2 separate regions of the Danio rerio genome follow, and region 2 is linked to region 1. Evidence: chromatin contacts called from public Hi-C data. All regions are on one chromosome and are shown on one strand. Each heading gives the region's core, a stretch centred on a gene start, on an enhancer-like site or on the middle of the called end of the contact. The rest is flanking DNA. Distances are from core to core; before and after follow the strand shown. Region 1 holds the start of g2e3 (G2/M-phase specific E3 ubiquitin protein ligase). Region 2 holds the start of foxg1a (forkhead box G1a).

Region 1 (5,380 bases), core at 1,784-4,283:
GATTTGCCCTTTCCTGTGGTTTGTAATGTAATGGGCAGCACAAATGTCTTGATACCTCAGGCAGTTGATGTTGCCATCCACTCAACCGATCTTTCTCATGGCCCATATTGAATGTAAACCCAAACCATGATTTTTTTTCATTAAACTTGACTGATGTCGGGTTCCAATATATCTACTCTGCAGTATCTGTAATGATTAGGATGCAGTTCAACAGATTTACCTTCTGCCACATTTACAAATGATCAACTAAAAGTCAAGTTATTGTTTGTTGCTCTTACAACTGGGATCGACAACAAGACTTTTGTCAGGTAGTGTATACAATCATTAGATTATAGCATGCTACTTCACAGACATTATATGACACAAGTGACTCCACACACACTGATAAGGGTAACAGACTGATCCAACAAAGTGTAATTTGCCTCGGTCTGTGTGGTGTAAACTGGCCTTACAAACATGTACTGGGTTAATGCATTAGATTCTGTTATTATTGTTAGGATCCTCATTTGTTCAGTCATGAACAGATGTAAAAATAAATCCAGAAGCAGCTTAATTCAAGCCTGTAAATGAAAGCCAAAATTAAATTTGCTGCTTATTTAAAGCAGGGGTCACCAATCTCGGTCCTGGAGGGCCGGTGTCCATGCAGGGTTTAGCTCCAATTTGCCTCAACACACCTGCCTGAATGTTTCAAGTTTACCTAGTGAGACCTTGATTAGCTTGTTCAGGTGTGTTTGATTAGGGTTGGAGCTAAAATCTGCAGGACACAGGACCTTCAGAAACAAGTTTGTTGACCCCTGATATAAAGCAACAATGGAGAATTTTCATCTTGTAGTCTGAACTTTCCTTTTAAATATACACATTTTAAATAATATTTTAAAAGGCTTCACATCAATACTTTCTACACCATCATCTTGCTATTCACAAGGAACAACGCACTTACGGAAACAAGCCTGTGAACTGGAAAACAAACTCCTGCTCTAATCCACAGGGCATGTGGACCATTTGCCGACAGCTTTTGATGGAGCAGCCCACTGAAGCACCAGCCTTTTTGCAATGAAAGCATCTCTGCAAGTAATAAAGTGACACAAGTTTCAAAAATGTTTCTGAGGTGTTAAACAGAACATGGCAAGGGTAAAATATTTACTTACCAGCCTCGATGATCTGCGGATCTCCTTTTTAATGTCACCCACAAGAAAACCATACACGTCTTCATCTTCCTCTCCTCTCTGGCATATTCCACTAGACATTAGCTGTAACATTAGATTAAAAACTTATCCTTTAGAAACTTTAGGGATGAATGCGTATAGGTTTTGGTGATGGGCTTCAACATGTACGTAACAGTCCAAGATTTCTTGATTGAAAACAATACATTAGACACATTCTAATATATGGTTAAAAATTACATTAATCTAATATAAAAATTAAAGCCAGAATGCAGTTAAACACATTTTTTTTATGTCTTTGACCCATATGTAGTATTAGCCAACTATATCTGTGTAGGGGTAGATGAAGGGGAAAACGCTCTTTTTCCTCGAAGACAACAAGAAATAAAGACTTGGCAGTTACAACTATGAATATTATTATTTTTTTTATAAATTAGTATATTGGAATTATTTCTGAAACATCAGGTGACACTGAAGCCAATTCAACCGTGCTTTCACAGGTATAAATTACATTTTAACATAGCAAAAGTCTGCTCAAGGCATTCGAAAAATGTGGAAAAAATATTAAGAAGTCTTTATTGACATGACTATTTCTTAAAACTGCCATGTTAGTAAAGGCTTTTTAATTTATTATTTTTTTTTTACATTTTTTGAGAGCCTTGGACTTACTTTTGTTGTTTATTCTGATGAATCTCTAACATAAAGAGCACTGACACATTATTTAAGCTACCCCTGAACACTTTTTGTTTGATTTTACATTTTAACATTGTTCACCCAAAAACTCCAATTTACAAGTGGTTCCAAATCTTTATGAGTATTTTCTTTGGTTCTGTTGCACAAAAGAATACATTTTAAAAAGAATGTTAGAAACCTGTAACCATTGGCTTCCACAGTAGCAAAAACACTACAGACACTATGGAAGTCAATGGATACAGATTTCCAACATTTTTCCAAATAATTCCTTTGTGTTCAACAGGGGGAAAAATCAAACAGGTTTGTAACAAGTCAAGGGTGAAAAAACTGATGACAGAATTTTCAGCTTTGCCTAAACCATCCCTTTAAAAGAGAAAATAGATCTTTTATTGTGTAATATTTCATAATATCACAATTTTACTATACATTTGAATTGTACATGACTTGTCTCAAAAAAGACTCTTCCAAACTTTTGACCACCAATGCATAGTTTTGTTATATATATATAATTTACATATAAATGGTCCATGTCTTGTGTACTCAATTTATTCAGGACACATAATTCAGGATAACGTTACATTAAGGTAACAGATCGGTAACAGATAAAAGACAACAGGAAATGCTTCACTCAACATAAACATTAAAAAGCAAGACTAAACCAAAGTTGTTAATTTCTCACCAGACAAAAAAAGTGGACAGCCAGGTTGTGCTGCTCAAGGTGAACCTTCTCTCCATACTTCTCTTTATTATTCTCAGATCTCTTACATAGACAGCAAACTGCAGAACAAACGCAAAATATTAAAATCAGTCAACGTCAACGAGAATATACCTTAGCACATTCTGTTATCGTGAGGATTAATTCTGATGCCACGTAAAAATGCACAAAAACAAACTTACTGAGATCTCTGTCCTGCAGCTTTATTTCAGCGGACTTTTCATTTAACGCTTTCATTTTTAGGTGGGGAAGTCAAATGTAAAGTTAAATTTTAAAATGGCGATTTAAAGAGCCCCAAGTTAAAGGCTAGCAGTACATGGCTAACGTTAACCTACACGGCTTCAGACTCACTTTTTCGCGAGCTTTATCTTAAAGTCAGTCTTCTTCTTCCATCAGATAGAAATATACATATTCTCCAGGAAAAGTCGAGTTTTTAATATTACTTTAGAGACATTCGTGCGCGTAAAAGTGTAAATCGCAATACACAAATTCAAACTTCGCTCTGCTCGTGAAAATCCTCCTCCGCGCGCATTTGATTGGTTCAATTCAAACCCAAACACAGATTTTCCGGAGGGAGGAGCTCTGGCCAAAACATTTGAGCTGCGGAAACGTTGCAAATTTCATGCGCTACGTGACTTCCGTTTATTTTACAAAATAAAGGTGAGAGGGCGTGCCAACAAAAGCAGTCCTTTACTTAATTATACAGTATCATGTGTGGTTTGATCCAGTCCATTTTTTTATGTATATGAAATTTCCCAAAATAATAAAAAGTTGTACTAGAAAGGTATTTTTTTTACATGGATTAACATAATAAATGCAAATATCTTTTTTTTTACTTGAAGACAATATTTGTTTTCCTTCTTAGAAAATGTTCCACATCCACCCAGAAAATCCTTGTGTATATACAATCACAAAACATCCAAATTAAATCTCTCTAAAACCTTTTTAGCTAGATATGTTATTTGTAAAATTTTAATTGTAACTTCTTTTACTTTGTTATTTATACAGTATATTTCATAAGATTGCCAAGCTTTTTCCAATTTATATTTTTGAATACATTGGTCCATTTTAATTTTATTTATAACTGTATCCCCTGTTATAATATTTCTAATATATTTATTAGTATAACTTTGTTTAACAAAAGCAGCCCTGCATTGATAGTAAGTGATAGTTTTGTTGTTATGCTTTGTACGTTTTATTTATTTAATATACATTTTAAAAAAGCTTATTTCACACACAGTCTGCACCTTTGTTTTTAATATTTAAAAGTTTGGGGTCAGTAGGATTTTTTATGTTTTAAAATCATATTCCCCTGCTCACCACGGCTACATTTATTTAATCAAAAATACAGTACAAAATGTAAAATTGTGAAATGTTATTTTACTATAAAATAACTGTTCAACAGTAGTTTGTCATTTTATAATTTATTCCAGCAATTTTAAAAATGAATTTTCAGCTTCATTACTCAAGTCTTCAGTCTCATAGTCCTTCAGAAATTACTTTAATATTATTTATTTTTATTATTAATATGATTTTTATTATTGTAATAGTAATAAAAGCAATAACTGGAGAAATAATTTAATTTGAAACTACATACAATTGTTATAAATATTTGACAATTACATTTTTTTTACATTTAAAAAATGCCACCAGAATAATTTTCTTTAAAAAAAAAAACATGAAAAAACTGAACCCAAACTTTTGACTGGTAGTGTGTATATATATATATATATATATATATATATATATATATATATATATATATATATATATATATATATATATATATATATATATATATATATATATATATATATATATATATATATATATAAAATATTTAGGAAAAACTATTTCTTTTATTATTTATTTAATACTTGTTATTATTTTGTATATTTTTTATCATAATTATATTATAATAATTATTGTATACATATTTTTATTATACTAATTATTAAATAGTCATTAATTATCTTTAATAATCATATAATCATTAATTAATAATCTCAATATCTTATTTTCAAAACTAATAAAAAATAATTGTGAAATGTATGATGTTACTGATAAATAATTTGATTAATTCTGTAATAATTGTCATTCTGTAATTTTCTAAAATATCTTTTTATTTTATCTTGTAATAATTTATTTTTGGCCTAATTTCACCAAATAAAGTTTCATTTATTTATAAATTTATATTTTCATGAACTGTATTTCTATATGTTTTAATCTTTATCCAGCAGTGCACTGTAAATGTAGTTATTAAACATTGGTGACTTGGCCAGTTCACCATTTTTGTTCAGGTGGTTCATTTTAGTTTTTGGGGGGACTAAGATTGCCATATTACGCACATTAAGGGACAAAAATGGTTTGAAAAATCATAAGCTTAATTAAATCAACATGAATCCATTAGAACGTTTATCAGGCTTATCATTCATTTATTTTCTTTTTGGTTTATTCCCTGCTTTATTAACCTAGGGTCGCCACAGTGGAATAAACCGCCAACTTATCGCGCATTACAATTTAGCTTACCCAATTCACCTGTCCCACATGTCTTTGGACTTGCACCCAGAGGAAACCCACGCGAACAGGGAGAACATGCATACTCCTCACAGAAATATTAACTGACCCAGCTCGAACCAGTGACTTTTTTGCTGTGAGGCAAGAGTGCTACCCACTGCGCCACCATGCTGCATATCAGGCTTATCAGTATTGGTATTTCTTCCAACTTCAGGTGTGGAAGCCTTATGACTTTTTTGTCATGTGGCGTGATGTTATTAAGTAACCACTGGGTTTGACCAACAATTAATGC
Region 2 (5,380 bases), core at 1,757-4,256, 310 kb after region 1:
CTTTTTTGTACTACTGCAACTAATGATTCTATTATTGGCCGAAAAATAAGAGCAGATAGTGATCAGGCGTTATGCATTTCTCTGTATGGTCTCTACAATCAGGAGAGTTAATAAATGTGTAATAAGCAACAGTTAAATGTTTCAGAATATATATATATATATATATATATATATATATATATATATATATATATATATATATATATATATATATAATTCAGAACAAAACAGCAAAAAGTAAAAAAGGCAAATTGATCAATTCGATTCTGAGCCACATTTTTCAGGTCGGTTTGTAAGACCTATGATAAGGATATTAATATTAAATCCACTTTCCTTTGTTTGCTTTTTTAGCTTATCGGTGAAAAAGCAAGGAGCAAATAATTTATTTTGTGTGTGTCATGTGTTTTCCCCTTTTTCTGAAATAAATATGTAAGTTAATGTTTGTAACACATTGCAGGCCATGGCCTTCAAAAATACCCGCAAACTGTCGCTTAAATGTTTTAGTAAACACACTATGCTAATCAGATATTGCCAGACAGCTAAATTCTAGTTCTTCAAAAAAGACAAAATGTTCGTAATAAATGTACTTAGCCTACTTTGTTTATTTTGTTCGGTTAACAGTTTAAGCGACAAACACGGGCAGAAGACCACAAAATCACAACCATGGAATTTAAAGACGACATAAACAATCACTCAATATTTTATGAGGCATTTACTCAACACGGGTTACACGTTCGCAAAGTTAACCTATAATTACAACAGGTATTGACATTTCACTAATTACAAAAAGAATGTGACCTGCATGGTGGTGACCACATACAGTAAATATGCAAACACAATCTAAAAGCATTCATTACGTCTGTCCCCTTCAGAACTGTATGTAAAGTTATGAATACTGAAAAAAACTATATTTTGTTGCTGGATACCCATTCTTTGGCCTACAAAGAAACTGTATTGTTAATATATGTATAAAATGCACTGAAAATGCATTACTCAGTCTTTATTATTATTATTATTAAAAGAAAAAAACAACAAGGAGCCACGGATTTAAACGGGCATTGTGCACTTATAGAACATATTTATTTAAAAAATGAAAATAAAACTTTGTGTTAATTTCTGAAAAATCTCATCCCACCAGTGTGCTCATGATACGTCATAATACTGCAAACATGATGACTGGAGGTTGTTCTGCAATGTAGTATTAGATATTTTAACATTTAAACTTAGACAGAACTGCAACTGCTATTTAAATAAACATTCTAAAGTAATCATACTGCCTTTCAATAAAAGAAAAGAAAAAAAAAACTATGCTTCATCCTTTTTTTACTCTGGTCACATTGCACGTTGCTGACAGTGGAATAATAAAACAGTTCCGCGACACTTGACGTTTGTATACAATCAGAAATAAATGCAGAATAATAATAATATTAATAATAATAATACAAAATACCTGGAATTCGGCTTGCATTGTCCGTTCATTCTCCTTAATTTTTTTTTTCATTTATATATATTACAGTGTAAATTGGTGTAAAATGTTCACTTACAGTCTGATCCTGTGGATGCTAGTTAGTGTATAAGTGGATTTGATGTTGACCCTTGATTCTGATGTGTGAAGTAGTCAGAAAGTCCACTGGAAAGTCCGGAGGAAAAACTGGATAGGGAAGGCCTTAAGGAGTCACACGGGAGAGAAGAGGCCGTTTGCGGGGAGGAGGAAGAGGCGGCTCGGGAGCTCATGGACGTGCTGCTCTGGGAGGTCATGGATGGGTGAGGGACATGGGGGAAGAAATAACTGGTCTGACCCGCAAGCAGGTTCACCGAACACGGATTCAAAGAGTACGTCCCGGAGCAGGGTACGGAGAGCCCACATGGCACTGAGGCGGCCAAAGCAGCCGCTGTGAGGTGGTGTGTGGCGTACGGAATCTCTCCATTTACGAGTCTGTCAACACTCAAGCCATTTGAGGCCGGGAAAGAGTGATTGTTCCCCAAACTGTTTTGAGTCAACATTGTGCTATAGGACATTGGGTGACTAGGGTAAGCCGACGACGCGCCGTTGTAACTCAACGCGCTGCTCGCCCTCGGATGGTGAAGCGAGAGGAACGGCGACATCGGCCAATATAAAGAGCCAGCTCTATCCATAAAAGTCAGTCCGGTGGAAGTAAGCCTCGCGCCTCTTTTAAACGCCAGCTTTGCCCTAGAAGTGGTCGACCTCCGCCGAAGTTTGCCCGTCGTGCCACCGATGAACACGTCGTCGCTGGAGGGGTCAAGCATCCAGTAGTTCCCCTTCCCGGGGTCATCGTAATGTCGGGGCACTTTGACAAAACATTTGTTCAAACTCAAGTTGTGTCTGATGGAATTCTGCCATCCCTGCTTGTTCTCCCGGTAATACGGAAAATTTTTCATAATGAACTCGTAAATGCCGTTAAGGGTTAATCGCTTCTCCGGACTCTGCCGAATGGCCATCATAATCAAAGCGTTGTAGCTAAAAGGTGGTTTCTCGTACTTGCCGTTTTTCTTGTCGCCTTCTTTGCCTCCTTCGCCCTCTTTCGCGTCCCGTTTTTCTTCCTGCTTCTCCTTTTCGTCTGTGCACGAGGAGTCGTGGGATGAATTGTCACTTTTAGCGCAAGTGTTCTCCGACTTTTGCTCCTGTACTTGGGCAGGTAAAGGAGTCTTCTCTTCTTCTTCGTGCACCGTTCTGTGGTGGTGTTGTTGTTGCTGGTGGTGGTGGTGATGGTGGTTGTCGCTTTGCACGGCTTCGGGAACCAGACTGTTTATACTGAACGATGATTTAGGAATCATTTTGACTTCTTTTCTTTCTCCCATATCCAACATCACAAGTAAGATAGAGTAGCAACAACCACCAGCAGCAGCAGTTGGACTTCGAATCTCTTGCTCTGGCAACTCCTCTAATTAAAAAAAAACACACGCAACAACTATTTCATGTTCCTTAAAAACACGTCGATATGAGACAGCTAGCTACAATTAATTACGGAGCCACAGACACTAAGCTGTAAAAAAATTGCTTGAACCTTTTTAGAGACTGCAGCCAACCACAGCAGCATAAGTATTAACCGTGCAGCCAATCATTGAGCAGTTCTTAGCGCCTGTTCCAGTGCGTAAGGATACACAAGATCCACCAATGCTCATGCCCAGTCAACAATGGCTTTCATTTCCCCCAGCAAACTCCTACCAAGAAAACAGACCACATAACCTCAATCAATTTTTTTTGATAATTGTAGAGTGCTGTTTCAACATATCCATGCGTCCTCAATTTGTTTTCATACCGCAGGGGGAAAAACAAAAGGGACTCTAAGGTAGCCACAAAAAACAGGTACTACTTCCTGTATCGGAAATGTATGCCTTTTAATATATCTAGAGCTATACACGTATAACCAGAGTAAATAATAGCCTCTAAACAGCGGCGGTATGGAAAGATTTGTAGCTTTTGCATGAATTGTAGATCCTTTCAGACAGCGGATGGCTATTTAAACGCGTTTATAAATGTATTCGATCTCGTGTATCTATCACATTTTAAGGATTTTTTTTTACACAGGGAGTTATGTCCGTGCATATTCTTAGCGCTCATTCGCACGTTTATATATACGATTCTGATTATAAATGTTATGTTTATCCACATATTCAGATAATAGGCATTTTTATTCCTATGTAGCGCATTTTATTAATCACGCAAGAACCACCATCGACAGCAACTATTACAAGACATTTTGCAAGATAAGAACAAATTCAACCTCGATTTATATTTTTTTCTACGAATAACAGTAATATAGTCACTTGAAAACATTAAAGAAGATAAATGATAATATGCTGATAATAATAATAATAATAATAATAACTAGCCTACTATAATAGTAATAGTAATGCAAGTATAATAATTTATTTCTGGTTGTGATTATTGGTTGCTATTTTACAATATTTTATTCACACACAGATAATAACCAATAACAGTTCATCAGAATTGCAACTTCTCTCCTTAGTGGAAATGATATAGGCTATTTGTAGCCTTTATGATGGAGAATGTCCTTTGTTGAAACAAAATAGATACACAATAGCCTACCACATGTAAAGCACAAGTTAAGACGCCTAATATTTTATTTCCAGCAATATAAGAATATACTTACAGTCATTTCTTTATTTTAAAAATAGAATAATATCAAAACTGACTCAAAAATTCATGGATAGCGACAACAATTAATTGCTGTATATTTCGGGTTGAAGTTTTTCTAATGGAAGGGATGATATGTGTGTATTTGTGCTGGGGACCTTGCAGGGGGGTTGACTGAACAACAGACACACGCACGGCACACACGCATTCACATGTGCAAACAAGTCGTACACACAGAAACACGCAAACAAACAAACAAACGGATTCCCACAAGGTGGAATTTAGAGAATAAACCAGCAAAGACTCAGGCCTTTATTGAAATATGTATTATCATATAAGGTTAAGCTTATATTTTTAAACTACTGTATGCATAATAAAACGATACTCACTGTTTAAAAAAAATATTGTTATGTTGTGCTTGTTTTATTTTATTATTTATTTTTTTTAAATATACCAGATGCATGAATCCACATCCATTATTTTAACTCAAGATAAAAAACAACAACAATAAAAAGCTGAGAAAATATTTGCTGATTATTTGGCGACCTACAATTTTAAGGAAAATGTTGATAAATTGCTGTTGTGTTAAACACACCATTGCACAACCTAGCCTATCCAACCACATACAACAAAAACATACAAACATCGCATCGGTTGCAAATCCGGCTATAAACATTTATATGTTATTATGACTTGCATTTAAGACCTTTTTTCTTTAACGCACAGCCCACATGTTGCTTTTAATGGTTTTTTTTATAAAGGCATTGCACCTTCCAAGTCGAAGGAAAATAACAATTTAAGCATGTATGATTGTGATTTTTATAGATAGGTTGTTTGTATAAATGACACGTGCTCGTATATTCCACCTCCAGCGAACAACATGTTAATGTCTCCTCGCCCTTGTCTGACTGAGACCAGAAGTGGAGCAAAGGTGCAAAAAAAGGTTCACGCAAAAAAAAAATAATAATAATAATAATTAAATAAATAAAATTCCGACAAGATCAAAATGATTTAAAGCAGATACTTAAACGTCCCTTATTTGGCTAAAGTTGGTTACACATTTTCCTTTTAACCCGTATTGGCAGCACAAAATATTTTGCTATTGCAAAAATTATCTTTTATAGCCCATATCAAACAAAAGACTGCCGTTATCAACAGGTACAGACAAGCCTGAGATTAATATCATCTGATTAACGGAACAAACTTGGGACATTATTAAATTTGATGTATAGTCTGATTGTCAAAAGAGAGATCGGTAGA

What was found. A called contact is a pair of places that touch in the nucleus more often than the background predicts.
Region 2: a Hi-C map of an unstated tissue shows a contact between it and region 1, with 5 times the contacts expected there. The contact joins the promoter of foxg1a here to the promoter of g2e3 in region 1. A contact is called at or near these places in 1 of 18 Hi-C or Micro-C datasets (an unstated tissue) and 1 of 4 datasets of contacts at active chromatin or transcription factors (embryo).

The regions. Positions count from the first base shown.
Region 1 is chr17:30,309,562-30,314,941 of GRCz12tu, forward strand. It overlaps g2e3 (G2/M-phase specific E3 ubiquitin protein ligase), which reads right to left and starts at 3,034. Exons shown (of 14, transcript NM_001003822.1): 1 at 2,754-3,034; 2 at 2,536-2,633; 3 at 1,149-1,250; 4 at 941-1,065. The coding sequence starts at 2,808.
Region 2 is chr17:30,617,712-30,623,091 of GRCz12tu, forward strand. foxg1a (forkhead box G1a) reads right to left here and starts at 3,007. Exons shown (of 1, transcript NM_131067.1): 1 at 694-3,007. The coding sequence starts at 2,829. The coding sequence ends at 1,567.